Linked DNA regions of Mus musculus: region 1 is linked to region 2. A link is a contact called in public HiChIP or PLAC-seq data. All regions are on one chromosome and are shown on one strand. The core of a region is the stretch at or near the end of the contact, and the rest is flanking DNA. Distances in the headings are between cores, read along the strand shown.

What was found. HiChIP or PLAC-seq counts read pairs in DNA pulled down with a chosen protein or histone mark.
Region 1: an H3K4me3 HiChIP or PLAC-seq map of bone marrow-derived macrophages shows a contact between it and region 2, with 3 times the contacts expected there. The contact joins the enhancer-like site here to the promoter of Crlf3 in region 2. A contact is called at or near these places in 7 of 39 promoter capture datasets (the C10 cell line, the HPC-7 cell line, liver and 3 more), 1 of 15 datasets of contacts at CTCF or cohesin (the NIH/3T3 cell line), 12 of 484 Hi-C or Micro-C datasets (Th1 cells, bone marrow-derived macrophages, conventional dendritic cells and 7 more), 14 of 115 datasets of contacts at active chromatin or transcription factors (the HPC-7 cell line, the SCID.adh cell line, bone marrow-derived macrophages and 3 more) and 4 of 9 other capture datasets (adipose tissue, liver, macrophages and 1 more).

The regions. Positions count from the first base shown.
Region 1 is chr11:80,159,495-80,166,566 of GRCm38.p6, forward strand. Adap2 (ArfGAP with dual PH domains 2) reads left to right here. Exons shown (of 11, transcript NM_172133.1): 4 at 669-748; 5 at 2,654-2,766; 6 at 6,179-6,325. Among named protein-coding and RNA genes, the nearest start is that of Adap2, 8.9 kb to the left of the region's middle. Within about 2 kb of position 4,072, at least 27 of the 459 cell types and tissues checked have an H3K27ac peak or open chromatin away from gene starts, as enhancers often do. A contact at or near this core is called in the HPC-7 cell line, adipose tissue, bone marrow-derived macrophages and 2 more, where this site is marked.
Region 2 is chr11:80,076,523-80,083,343 of GRCm38.p6, forward strand. Crlf3 (cytokine receptor-like factor 3) reads right to left here and starts at 4,469. Exons shown (of 8, transcript NM_018776.2): 1 at 4,262-4,469. The coding sequence starts at 4,390.

The DNA.
Region 1 (7,072 bases), core at 2,822-5,321, 83 kb after region 2:
AGTGCTGGGCTCTTTACATAGGAATGACTCTAGGGAAGGCAGGTTTATTACTGCCTGATATAAAACCAGATATGGTGGCATACATCTGTAATCCTAGCACTTGGTGGCATGGGGGGTATGGGGTGGAAGCAGGAAGATCATGAGTTCAAAGTCAATCTCAGCTACTCTAGATACCTCAGGGTCAGCCTGGGATAGGCTAGACCTCATTTCAAAAGACATGAAACAGAAAGTTGAGTCAGTTTGCTCTATTCAGTGTGGTGGGCCAGAGTTCATCAGTAGATCCGGGACATTTACTGCTCAAGTTCCCAAGCTGGTGGTGGGGGCAGGTTAAGTATCCAGGGAGCTGATATCTTCATCATTGATTCAGAGGGTTGAGGGTCAGTCTAGTGTTTCTCAAGAAGACGAATTTCCCTGGTGTGTTATCTGGAGAGCAGAGGCTACTTAGGAGATAGAAACCAGAGGTCTAGCTGAATATTCCATAGAGCACAGGACACCCGACTTCCACTACAGAGAACCATCCAGCACTAATGTTAACTATCCTAAGGAGGAGAACCTCTGGGTATCTTGAGACAGCAGCTCCTGGGTTGTCCCCACCCTCTGCTGCAGAGTCTGGGAAGTCACTGTGGGAAGACACTGAAGACACAACTAACCAAAAATTCTCTTTTTAGGGTCTTAAAGGAACAATGGATTCGAGCTAAGTATGAAAGACAGGAGTTTACGGCTATTGACAAAGCTGTCTCACATCCAGGTAAAGTTACTGTTTTGTATGTATGTATGTATGTATGTATGTATGTTTGTTTGTATATATGTATGTATGCATGTATATGCACCACATGTATGCAGTGCATGCCAGGGCCAGGACAGGGTATTAGATCCCCTGGAGTTGTGACAGTTTTGAGCCATGTGAATATAGCAGGGATTTGAACCTGGATCCTCTGAGAGAGAAGCCAATATTCTCAGCCACTGAGACATCTCTACAGCCCAAAAGTTACCATCTTAATGTTTTGAGGTCTGTGTTCTGGTTGGGTTTTGTTTGTTTGTTTGTTTGTTTTTTGTTTTCTTCGAGACAGGGTTTCTCTGTATAGCCCTGGCTGTTCTGGAACTCACTTTGTAAACCAGGCTGGCCTCAAACTCAGAAATCTGTCTGCCTCTACCTCCCAAGTGCTGGGAGTAAAGGCGTGTGCCACCACTGCCCATCGACAAAGGTCTTGAAGGACCTCAGCTTCCAGGATTTCTAGGAGTACAAATTATTCCCCAACTAATAGATGTCTTAAGAATCACTCTTTTTTTTTTTAAAGAATTATTTATTTATTTAATGTATAAGTACACTGGTCTTCAGACACACCAGAAGAGGGCGTCAGATCCCATTATAGATGGTTGTGAGCCACCATGTGGTTTCTGGGAATTGAACTCAGGACCTCTGGAAGAGTAGTCAGTACTCTTAACCTCTGAGCCATCTCTCCAGCCCGAAGGATCACTCTTATACTCTTAAACTTGGCATATGTCAATGTCAAAGTTGGCTATATACATACATACATACATACATACATACATACGTACATACATACAGCCTCACTATATATCTCTGACTTGATTGAAACTCTTAATGTATCCCAGGCTGGCCCTAAACTCATAAAGACCTGTTTCTGCCTCCTGAGTGCTGGGATCAAAGGTTGTACTACCACACATTCCCTTCATTCTTTTGAGGCAAGGTCTCATCTATCTCGGGGTGGCCTTGAACTCATGAACTCACTGTATAGCCAAGGATGACCTTGAATTCCTGCTCCTCCTGCTTCTACCTCCAGAATGTTAGGATGAGAGCCACCAGTACGGGCCTTATGCAATGCTGGGGGCTAAATCCAAAGCTCCTTGCGTGCTATAAGAGACTCTGCCAGCTGAGTCACAGTCCCCAGCCCAGGCCCTCCTTCAGAGTTAGTCCTGTCTCTCAATACTTGGGCTTCTTAAGAATTTTTTCTTTCTTTCTTTCTTTTTCCCCCCTCTCTTTACCCCTCCCCTCTCCTCCCCTCTTCTCTGTCTTTCCCTGTTTTTTTTTTATTAAATTTAAAAAAATCTTTATTTTTATGTGCATGATTGTTTAGCCCAAAAGTATGTATGTGCACCACATGTAATACTGGTGCCCTCAGAGGTCAGAAGAGAGTGTCTGATCCTCTGGAATTGGAGCTATGGATGTTTGTGAGCCACCATGTGTGTGTTGAGAATGGAACCTGGATCCTTTGCAAAATAGCAAGTGCTCTTAACTGCTGGGCCATTTCCCTAACACTTTTTTTCTTTGTTTGTTTTTTTGTTTTTCTGTGACAAGGTCTTGCTATGTAGCCAAGTCTGGCATTGAACTCATAACTGCTCCCTTTCCTCAGCCTAAATCCTGGGATCCCAGGCCCCGTTACCCCTGCCTTCTTCTCAGGAAGCAGTGGGACCTCGTGGAGAAATGAAGAAGAAGGGTTTTGCACAGTGGGGGGAGACTGAAATCATATAAAGTGCCCCAGATAGGACCTGTGTCCCGCACCTGAGAGGGACAGATCAGACTGGCTACATTCCAGCGGTGGGTAGAGGCTCTTCTACACTCAGTCCCTTGAGCCTCAGGTTAGCTTATTTATTTGACTTCATGGCTCATTTCTTGCCCTTGGTGGTTAAGGTAACCGAGAAGGGTTCCTGTGGAAGCGAGGACGGGACAACGCACAGTTCCTGAGAAGGCGGTTTGTCCTTCTGTCGAGGGAAGGCCTCCTGAAGTACTACACCAAGGAGGAGGTAAGAGGCCAGGCCGCCTGTGTCTCTCAGGAGCAGCCCTGGCAAGGATGATTTTTCTCCTACTTCTCCTTGGCTACCATCAACCCAGCCCGCCAGCAGCCACACTTTGGTCACTCAAAAGTCAGCTTAGTTTGGTCCATTTCACATTGTCGTTGTTCTCTAATTTTTTTTTTTTTCTTTTTCTTTTTGCCACAAAGTCTCACTATGTAACCCTTACTAGTCTGGAACTTACTACTTAAATCAGGATGGCCTTGAACTCATAGAGAGCCCTCTGAGTGCTCAGATTATAGGACTGGGCCACCACACCTGGCTAAAAACAATTTTAATTGAGATATATTTACGTATTTGGTTTACTCATTTAAATGAGGCTGGGCAAATGACTTGTGACACTAATCCCAGCATTTGGGAGGCAGAAGCAGGCTACACTCTGTGAGTTTGAAGCTAGCCTGGTCTACATAGTGAGTTCCAGGACACCCAGGGCTGTATGGTGAGACCTTGCTTAATAAATAAATAAATATTAAACAAATAAAATAAAAGTAAACTCCCTCTCTCTTGCCCACTGCCCTGGAGAACCCCATGGTCAGTCAGTCAGGAGTCTACTTGTTCTATTTTTTCTTCTTATGATGCTAGGGACTGAGTCCAGGGTTTGATGCAGGCTGGACATCGCTCTATCATCCCTAGCACAGCTGGCTCAAGCCTCTTTAAGGCACAGACGCTGTTTGCTTCAATGCAAAAGTGATTGTTGCTGGGTGTTGCTTGGTGCCACCTGCCTTTAATCCCCATGCCCCCAAAATAGAAGCTCATGGGTATCTATGAGTTCCAGGCCAGCCTGATGGACACAGTGAGTTCCAGGCCAGCCTGGGCTGACTGCATGGTGACTTTCAGGCCATCCTGGGCAATATAGCAAGCCCTGTCTAAACAAGGGCTGGAGAAATGGCTCAGCAGTTAAGAGCACTTGTCGCTCTTGCCAAGGACTCTGGTGTGGTTCTCCACACCCACCTCGTGGCTCAGAACCACCCCTAACTCAAGTTCCAAGGGACTCAACTCCCTTCTCTGAACTCCCACGCATCAGGCATGTACCTAGCACACAATACCTTCATGGAGGCAAAGCAGTTCCACACATAAAACAAGATAAACCTAAAAATAAATCAAAACCAAACCAAACAAACAAATAAAAGAACAACATTGCCAAGCCTTCAAAAGGCCAGGCCAGGAACTCTATGCTACAGGGTCAAGACAAATCATGCATCCAGCCTTCCTTACAGGGAGGGATACAGTTCTACATCCTCCTGGGGACGACTGGGCGAGAAGGAAGTGGTGAGGGTATCTTTGGAGGCCAGCTACCACAGTGAGCCCTGGGGCGGTCCAGTGTTAGAGAACAGAGGGAAAACAAAAAAACAAAAAACCGAAAAGTGCTAACAAAGTTGAATGTGAAGGAGCAGCAGAGGGACGAGCTCTGAGCTCGGTAGCTCGACCTTGAGGCATTTGGTCTGTGTGTTTCCCTGATGTTCTCCTAGAGGAGGAGACAGTTCTAGAAGGGCAAGCTGGTATGTCCTGGACTGAGGGCAGAGTGTAAGGGGGGAAAGTGGGGGCCAGATGCTTTTAAATCCTGACTGCTTTTTCCAAGGGAGGAAGAGAAACTTTCCTGTGGTCAGGCAGGGCCCAAACCCCACTGGTGGCTGGTGGCTGTAACTTGGTCTCCATGACAGGGTCTCCTCCTTGGCTGGATAAAGGTTATTTGATTTTCAGTCTCAGTCCAGTCCAGTATGTTGTGTTTTAAAGGCAGTGGGGGTGACAGCAGCCTGTCTTCACTTTTGCACAATTTTCTTTCAAGATGGGGTCCTGCTGTGTAGCCCCTGTGGGCCATTAACTCTAACTCAGTTGTCCTGCCTGGGTTTCCTGTGTGCTGAGATTACAGGATTGCTCTCCATATGAGTCTTTTCTTTTCTTTCTTTTTCTTTTTCTTTTTTAAATATTTTTCCCCAAATAGAATTTTTTTTAATTATGAAAGTAACTCATTTTTATGTAAAAATTTTGGATTGTGCAAAGAATTAAGCTAAACAGAGTCACAATTTCTCTGGAGGTTGAGGCAGGAGGAGTTGCAGCCCAAGAGTTAAAGACTAACCTGGGCAGTCACGCATGATGGCACATGCCTGTAATCCCAGCACTCGGGGGGCCAAGGCAGGCAAACCTCTGAGAGTATGAGGCCAGCCTGGTCTACAGATCAAGTTCCAGGACAGCAAGGGGTTCACAGAGAAGCTCTGTCTGAAAACAAAAACAAAAACAGCAACAAAACAAGAGAAGAGAGAACTTTAGTTTAGCCCAATTCTAAAAAGAAAAAAGAAAACCCACAAAACTAAATTTCCTCTTACAATTAACTAAGGAAATGATAATATAAGTGAGAATTAACTGCTGCTCAGCAATGAAGAGGGATGAAGTAGGGTTTAGAGAGATGGCTCAACAGCTAAGAGCACATGTTGCTCTCCCAGAGAACCCAAGTTTGGTTTCCAGCACCCACATTAGGTGGCTCACAACCTCCTGTACTCCGGGGCATCTCACGCCCTCTTCTGTCTTCTGAGAGCATTGTATACACATGGTGCACATAGATATAAACTCAGGTACACAGACATACACACAGTATAAATATCACAAGCTTCCAAAATGGATATCAGTAGCAATATTACACTATAGGTAAAAATTTTAAACATTTTCTAGCAAAAAAAAAATCGTATACAAGAATAATAGAAGGACTTGGGTATAGCTTAGTGACAGGTTATAAATAAGTAAGTAAACAAACAAACAAACAGATAAATAGAAAAAGGGAGCTGGAGGTGTCCCTTAGTGGTAAAGCACTTGTCTAGCAAGCTCAAGGTCCAGGGCTTGGGATTTAAATTTGTGGGGTTTGTTTGTTTATTTTTTGAAATATTTATTTATTTATTATATGTAAGCACACTGTAGCTGTCTTCAGACACTCCAGAAGAGGACATCAGATTTTGTTACAGATGGTTGTGAGCCACCATGTGGTTGCTGGGATTTGAACTCAGGACCTTTGGAAGAGCAATTGGCACTCTTAACCTCTTAACCACTCAGCCATCTCTCCAGCCCTTAAATTTGTGTTTTAAAACTTATGAGCCAGAGAAGAGTTCAGTATGACTCCTGCTGGTGCAGGGGCATCTGTTGGTCCTCCCACCACGTGTCCTCCAAGGAGCTGATGTCTGGCTATTTATTTCACACGAGTGCTCGGTTTGCTCCAGGAAAGGTTCTGTGGCTAAAATGTGTGAACAGCCCCGTTCCAGCTCAGGGGCTATCAGAGCAGCCCAGGGTTATGTATTAGGGGCTGGCTTGTACTGAAGCCCTTGGCAGGAAGGCACCTGCTGCCATCGGTATCTTGAGGATCCTTTCTCTCTTCTAGGGTAAAGCCCCAAAGGCTGTCATCAGCATCAAGGACTTAAACGCCACCTTCCAGACAGAGAAGATAGGACATCCCCACGGGCTGCAGATCACCTACAGGAAAGAGGGCCACACCAGGAACCTGTTTGTTTATCATGACAGTGGGAAGGTGAGATGACTCAAGTTACTTCTGCAGCCTCCAGCATGGCGCCTGGTCCATGGGCTCAGCTCATCACCTCCACTGCAAGCTTTATCTATCATGCACTCAGCTGCTTCTGGAGACCTGCTGCCACTGTCGCCACACTGCTTCAGCTGCTGCCGCTCCTGCTCCTGCTGCTGCTCCTGCTGCTGCTGCTGCGTGTCTTTATCTATTTCCACTTTATACTCTGAATCAGAGATCTGAGGGAGGCAGAATGGGATATAGATGAACCTAACAAGTACTGCGAATGTATCTGAGCAGTACACACTCATCAGGGAGAGAAAAGTTAGTAGAGGTCCGGGACCTTAGCCAAATACAGCAAATCCACTGGCTATGGTGGCACACACCAGGCTCCAGTATTAGGTAGGCAGAGGCATGTGGATCTCTGAGTTTGAAGCCAGCCTGGTCTATAGATTCAGGTCCAGGACAATCTGGATTACATAGTGCGACGATAACAATAACAACAAAAACAAACAAACAAGAAAGGGCAGGTATGGGTAGGGTAGAGTTTGTGATTGAGGAGGAAGGGTCAATGGACAGGGCCAGGATCCTTCCTTCCACATGTCAAACTGGACCAAGAGCATCCTTATGACTTAAGATCTTGTGAGCCTGGAGGAATGGCTCAGTGCAACCCCTGCTGCCCTTGCAGAGGACCTGGGTTCAGTTCCCGGCACCGACACAATAGTTTATGACTTCAGTTCCAGGACCTCCAGTGCC
Region 2 (6,821 bases), core at 3,219-5,718:
AAAAGAAAGAAACGAAAGAAAAGATAAAACTGTATTTATGAATTCAGCTAAACAAATCTTTAGTGAAAAAAGTTGTGATTCAGTAGTTGATAGGTATGTCCTAAAGAAAACTGAAAACATGTTAACACAAAAAACAATATAGATATATTTGTTTTCCATAATTGTCAAAATGATGAATTGATCTCATTGTCCATCAACTGGTGAATAGATAAATAACCCAAGATACATTCATATCACAAGTATTATTCAGCCATAGGACTTAAGTACTAAGAAATGCTACCACATAGAAGAACCCTGAAAATAAGATCTTTCTTCCTTCTTTTTTATCTTTCTCTCTCTCTCTCTCTCTGTCTCTCTCTCTTTAATTTGTTTGTCTATTTTTTGAGACAGAGTTTTTCAGTGTAGCCCTGGCTGTCCTGGAACTCACTCTGTTGACAGGCTGGTCTCAAACTCAGAAATCTGCCAGCTTCTACCTCCCAAGTGCTAAGGAACAGGTACCACCACTGCTTAGCTGGAAATGCATTCTAACCCAAGGAAGTCACTCAGGTAGGGCTACATATTGCATGATTCTGCTTACACAATATGTCTAGAATAGGGGCTAAAGATGTAGCTAGTTTTGATAACCACTTAAATTTGGAGGAATGGTGTATATGCCTGTAATCCAAAAATTTAGGAAATACAGACAGGAGGATCAGAAGTTCAGGTCATCCTTGACTAGTCAGAGAATTCAAGGCCAGCCTTGGCTACACGACACCCTGTTTAAAGGAAAGAAGCTGAGGAAAAAGAAGGGAAAGAGAGGTCCAGAACAGGTAAAGCCCTAAAAATGGACGGTAGGCTTCTATTAGGTTCGTCAGAGCAACACTGAATACAGGGTATTTCTAGAGACTAATATAACATTCTAGAATTCATACATCATGATGGCTATATAATGTTTAATTAAACATTTAAACATTTAATTGTTATTTTATGCTACAGATTTGGGTGTTTTGCCTCTATGTGTATGTGTGTGTACACAATGTGTGTACAATGTGTGTGCCTGGTGACGATGGAGGCCAGAGAGGGTGTAGAACTGGAGTTACTGGGGTCTGTGAGCTGCCATGTATGTGGGTGCCGGGAATTGAACCCCCATCCTCTGGAAGAACAGCCAGTTCTCTTAACCTCTGAGCCGTCCCTCTAGCCCTATGGCTAAACAAATTTATAAGTAAGCTAAAAAACACTGAATGAAAGCTGGGCATGGTGGCACATGGGAGGCAGAGGCAGGCGGATTTCTGAGTTCAAGGCCAGCCTGGTCTACAAAGTGAGTTCCAGGACAGCCAGGGCTACACAGAGAAACCCTGTCTCGAAAAACCAAAAAAAAAAAAAAAAAAAACAAAACCCAAAAAACAACCAAAAAAAAAAAAAAAAAACACTGAATGAATTTCTTGACGTGAATTTGATTTCAATTTAAAAAAACAAAACATCATGGGCTGGGGAAGTGGCTCAGCGGCAAAGCATTTGCTTGGTATGCATAAGGCCTTGGATTCTATCTCTCAAAATAAGTGTAAAAAAAAAAAACAAACAACAGTAAAAGCAGGTAAAAAAATATACCCAGTGCAGCCTCCCTTCCTCCTTGCTCTTCTCACCCTTCCCAAAGCAGCGTTTTTACTCAAAAGCCATCTATCTGGTGGTTCACGATCTACAAATGACTGGAACTCTAAGAATATCCTAGCCACCACGCAAAGGCTCCTGCTTATTTGATAACGTTTTTTGTAGCACAGACCTTTCTTTAAACCCGACTGGACAGGGGCCTAATTCTACAAATCTGAACAAGCACAATGGGCTAGAAGTAGCTGTGGTAACTTGAAACTGGAACAAAACAGACTCCAGCTGAAGAGGAGACTGACACCACTATTACTTAGCATAAGCAGTACCGCCGTCACCAAAAATCTAAACTGTGATGAATGCGCTGTGTCGAGCAGGAGACGAGGGCTCTCAAAAAGAAAACAAATGAAAACCACAGTGAACCAAACTCATTATCAGAGTATGTTCTGAATTTAAATTATTGGATTCAAAACTTAACTGTTCAAGAGGTAGTGAGTGCAGTTTCCCAGTAAGTCTAAAGCACTGGATTCCATCACCAACACAATGGATAAAGAAATAATAAGTAAATGTAAAATGAAAGAATATAAGTTTAACTTTCCTTTTCAGGGCTGTAGATCGATTAGGCAAGTATCACGGAGCCATAATCATACATCTAGGTTTGGCAAATGAACATCTAACTATCTAGGGTGGGAATCACTCAAAAACTGCACTCAACACACACACAAGACATTAATAAGTACTACACCCAGTGCTTACCTCATTCTTCTAGTGCCAACCCTAATGCCTCTTAATTGCTGAGGGAGCTGAACAACAGCCATGCTCGTGTGTAAGATATATGAACTGGCTGACACATTAGTCATTTATTACAGGGTACTTTAGCCAAGAATGGTGGAAACATGCCTGTTATCCCAGTACTCCAGAGGCTGAGGCTGGAGGATTTCCAGCTGTTGCCAGCCTTGGTTGGCTACATGGTGAGTCCCAGGATAGCCTTGGCTACTTAGCAAGATCTTGTTTGTTTGTTTGTTTTAAAAAAAAAGGAGATGGCTCAGTGGTTAAGGGCACTGATTGCTCTTCCAGAGGTTTTGAGTTCAATTCCCAACAACCACATGGTGGCTCACAACCATCTGTAATGGGATCTGATGCCCTCTTTTGGTGTGTCTGAAGATATCAACAGTGTGCTCATATATAAAAAAATAAATAAATTTAAAAGAAAAAAAAAAACCTGAGTGGTGGAGGCTAGCAAATATTTGAGTTCAAGGCCAGCCTCGTCTACAAAGCAAGTTCCAGGACGGTCAGAGCTACACAGAGAAACCCTGTTTCAAAAAAAATAAATGAATAATTAAAAAATTAAAATTTAAAAATGTTCGAGGGGGTGGTGTGGGAGGTGACTAAGATAAAATACACTGTATGCATACATGAAATTCACAGACTAAGCAGTACTATATAAAAGAGGGTATTTTAAACCTTTTTTTTTTAAATCCTAGATTTTCAACATTTATTTCAAAATAGCAGAAGGAATAATGCAGATTCTTTCCAAAGGAAATCCAGATGTCTGCATTGGAAGACCTTGAAAGTATTCACCAAATCAGGTTTAAATCATAAGTCGTATCTGGATTCTGATCCTAGTTCTAGCTCAACTGTTGATGCCTGGCCTACACCAGCTCTAGAGAGGTTTAAATTATTAGCAATGACAATATTCGAAGATTATCGCAGCACTACTTCACCATTTTCTGCTTCGGCACAGCAGCACTGGAGTTACCAGTGTGACGGTACCCTACAAAACTAGGCCTAGAGAAATTCTAATGAATTTCCATTTCCTCAAAAAGCATTAACTAAAGCACTTAATAGTAATGTGAGGATTATCTATCTTATCTAGCATTAGCAGGGGCTTATATCTTTTTCTGTATACCTTTGAGAGTGGAGAGGAGCCATGTGGCTTTCCGCTATCTCTGTTCGACCTTTCCTTGTGGAGAGATAACTGCAGTACTTGAAAGTGTATTTAGCCTCTTCTATTACCAGTCCTCTCTTAAAATCTGTTTTTCCATTTCCCTTCACCTTTGTATACCCTCCCTGAAACATCTTGTTTTGCTCCTTCTGCCCTTCAACATCCTTCACCTTCAGTTCTAGCCTGTCTAGAGATTACTCTAAAAGGTTGTTCAAGGCGTTCGGGATCTTGTGAGATGTTCAAATAACAACCCCCCCCCCCCCCCGTCCCCATTCATTCGGCATTAAGGTCACTGCTGCTCAACCTCTCCATTTCTCCTTACTTCTTCCCTCTCCCTCTACTTCGTCTCCACCTTTACTGTCCCCAGGTCAGTGCCCTCAGGCTTTCTAAACCGAGTTATCTGTCGCAGGTTTCCCCTGACTATGCCCTCTTCCTCCCAACTCTCTTTTCCGATCTTCACTCTGCGATCCCTCGGGTTTTGCTCCCGTGGTTCATCCTCGGACACCACCCCTACGCTCACCAAGTGCCCCGCGAGGCGGCTCAGGAGCGCTCCCCAAACTCTTTCTCAGTCCGCCAAACTTATCTTTCCCTTGAAGAACTCTGCAGGACCCACCTCCCCATGTCACGTCTCCCACAGGTCTGCGACCCACTTCCTCTGCTGAGCCTCGGGGCGCCCCCGCCGCGCGCGCCCACCCTCCGGCCCGCGCCCTCTAAGGCCCGCAGCGGCCCTCCGACCTGCCTCTGCGCCTCCCGCAGCCCCTGCAGCCGCTGGCCCAGCTCCCGCCGGTAGCTCTGCGCCGCCTCCACGTTCTCGCGGGCTTCCTGAAGCAGCACCTCGGGCTCCGGCTCCATCGCGCCCTTCATCTGGTCGCGCGGCCCGCCGGATTCCCGACTGCGCCTAGCTCCCGCGAGCGACCCCGAGCGGCCTCGCGCAGCGGAAGCGCCGCCCCGCCCTGCCCTGTCCTTCACGCCCCGCCCCCGCTGCCGCTTGATTGACAGACGCCGGGGGGTGGGGGTGGGGGGGACACAGGCACTAATGGCGCCTTGGTCTGAGTGAGTGAAACCTGCTGCGCCGTCTGCTCAGCTCCTCCTCCGGCCTCTTTGCTGCGCCCGCCTGGACACTTCCTCAGGAAACAAGTGGAGGCTAGAGTAGAAACACGTGAACACGTCTCTAAGTGCTTCCCACTTCTTATCTTACTGCACTACTTATCTGCCCTGCACAGTGGAGGAAGTGGAGGGACACAGAGGGGGGATCTACTCTCCTAAACTCAGTGCATGATCTCCAGGGCCGAGGCTACAGCTCTGGGCCTTAAATCGTCGCTGTACTACCTTCCTAGTAAATGCCAGCTGAGGCGGGAATTTTGGGAGGATACTTGACCCAGGCGCCACTACCTAGATACTCTTAGGAGGGAGGTGAAAGAGAGAGAGAGGCCCAAGTGATGACCAGCTGTACAGCAATCTTGGCAGAAGGCCAAGGCGAATGATGGCACGTTTTCTTCGGTAAGGGCCTCCCGATAAATATCTGCTGGCATGTGATAAAGTGTATGTTTCGCTGTATTAAGTAAATGGGTGTGACCATGTATAGTAAAAACAAGAGGAGCCGCTTGCTCCTGTGTTTCAGCCCTAAGAGAGGCCGGGGAAGGAGGGTTGCTTGGAATGGGGAGCAAAAAAGGCAGATTGGACAACAAGGATGTAAAAATAAACCTTTCAATACAGAATTTTAGATATGGCATAATAACTTTCACGTGTCACAACATGGTCTTTGTAATTTTCCCCCCAAACTATTAAAACGGTAAAAAGTGATCTGCTGAAAAGCCACACTAAAACTGGTTGGATTTGAGTCCTTAAATGAGCCATAAGCCCAAGGTGTGTAAATTGTCCTCAGCAGGATCAGACACGGTACAGGATTGTCTCAGGATTATGCAATGGATCTGTATTAGAGGCCAGATCGAAGATGTTCCAGGTCAGACTGTTCTTCCCACATGGGCGAAACATAGGGGCATACCCTCTACTCCCAGCTCTTGGGAAGATCTGGAACTCAGAACAGTTATCTGGTTGTTACGTAGTGAGTCTGGGAGAAACGTGAGTGATATAAAACACTGTCTGGAAAAAAAAAAAAGACACTTTCAAAAGTAGGGAGGGGGAGTTCCAGGCCAGCCTGGTCTATAAATAAATAAATAAATAAATAAAGTGGGGAGGGGAAGGAAGAGAGGAGAAGAAGAAATAAAAGAATACTTGAAAATAAGGAAAACAGCTGGGCAGTGGTGACAAACCCCTTTAGTCCCAGCCAGTGACAGGTAAATCTTTTGAGTTTGAGGCCTAAAGACTGAGTTCCACAATGGCCAGGGCTACACAGAGAAACCGTAATCTTCAAACAAACAAACAAACAAAAAATGAATAAATAAAATAAGAAAGTAAAGAAAATAGAAGGAAGCCCTTTTGAAAGAAAAATGGAGAGAGTGGCCAGAAGAGCTGTTTTTATCCTAAAGATAACATAGCCTAATACTTAGTAAATAGTTGGTATCTGCTAAATGAATTAAGGCATTAACCATGCGAGTAGAAAACAGTAGGACAAAGTAGGAAAGACAAACTTAAGGATAGGAGTAGGAGGAGAGTCTAATAAATATATGGACAAGAGTTGCTGAAAAGATAGAACAGAATACTATATTTGCAGGTAAAGTTTGGAAGGAACTACAGAGATGCCTCAGTGGTTAAGAGCTTTGATTGTTCCTCCTGGGGAGCCAGGTTAGATTCCCAGCACTGACATGGTAACTCAGGACTGTCTCTGATTCCAGTCATGGGGAATCTGACCGTCTTTTCTGGCTTTTGAGAGTACCAGGCATACACATAGTGCACATACATACATGCAGGCAAAACACTCATAAAATAAAATAAAAATCATGTTTTGGGGCTGGAGAAATGGCTCAGCGGTTAAGAGCACTGACTGCTCTTCCAGAGGTCCTGAGTTCAATTCCCAGCAACCATATGGTGGCTCACAACCATCTGTAATGGGATCTGATTCCCTCTTCTGGTGTGTCTGAAAAACAGCAACAGTGTACTCACAAAAATAAAATAAATAAATCTTTAAGAAAAAAAAATCATGTTTTAATGATCAAGGGCCAGCCAGGCAGTAAGGGTACATGTCCTTGATCCCATCACTCAGGAGGCAGAGGCAAGTGGATTTCTCAGGTTCAAGGCCAGCCTGGTCTACAGAGAGAATCTTGGGGGGGGGGGGGAGCAAGGGCCTCAGAGTGCAGGATAAGCACTACCTTAGCCAGGCATGTTGACATAAGCC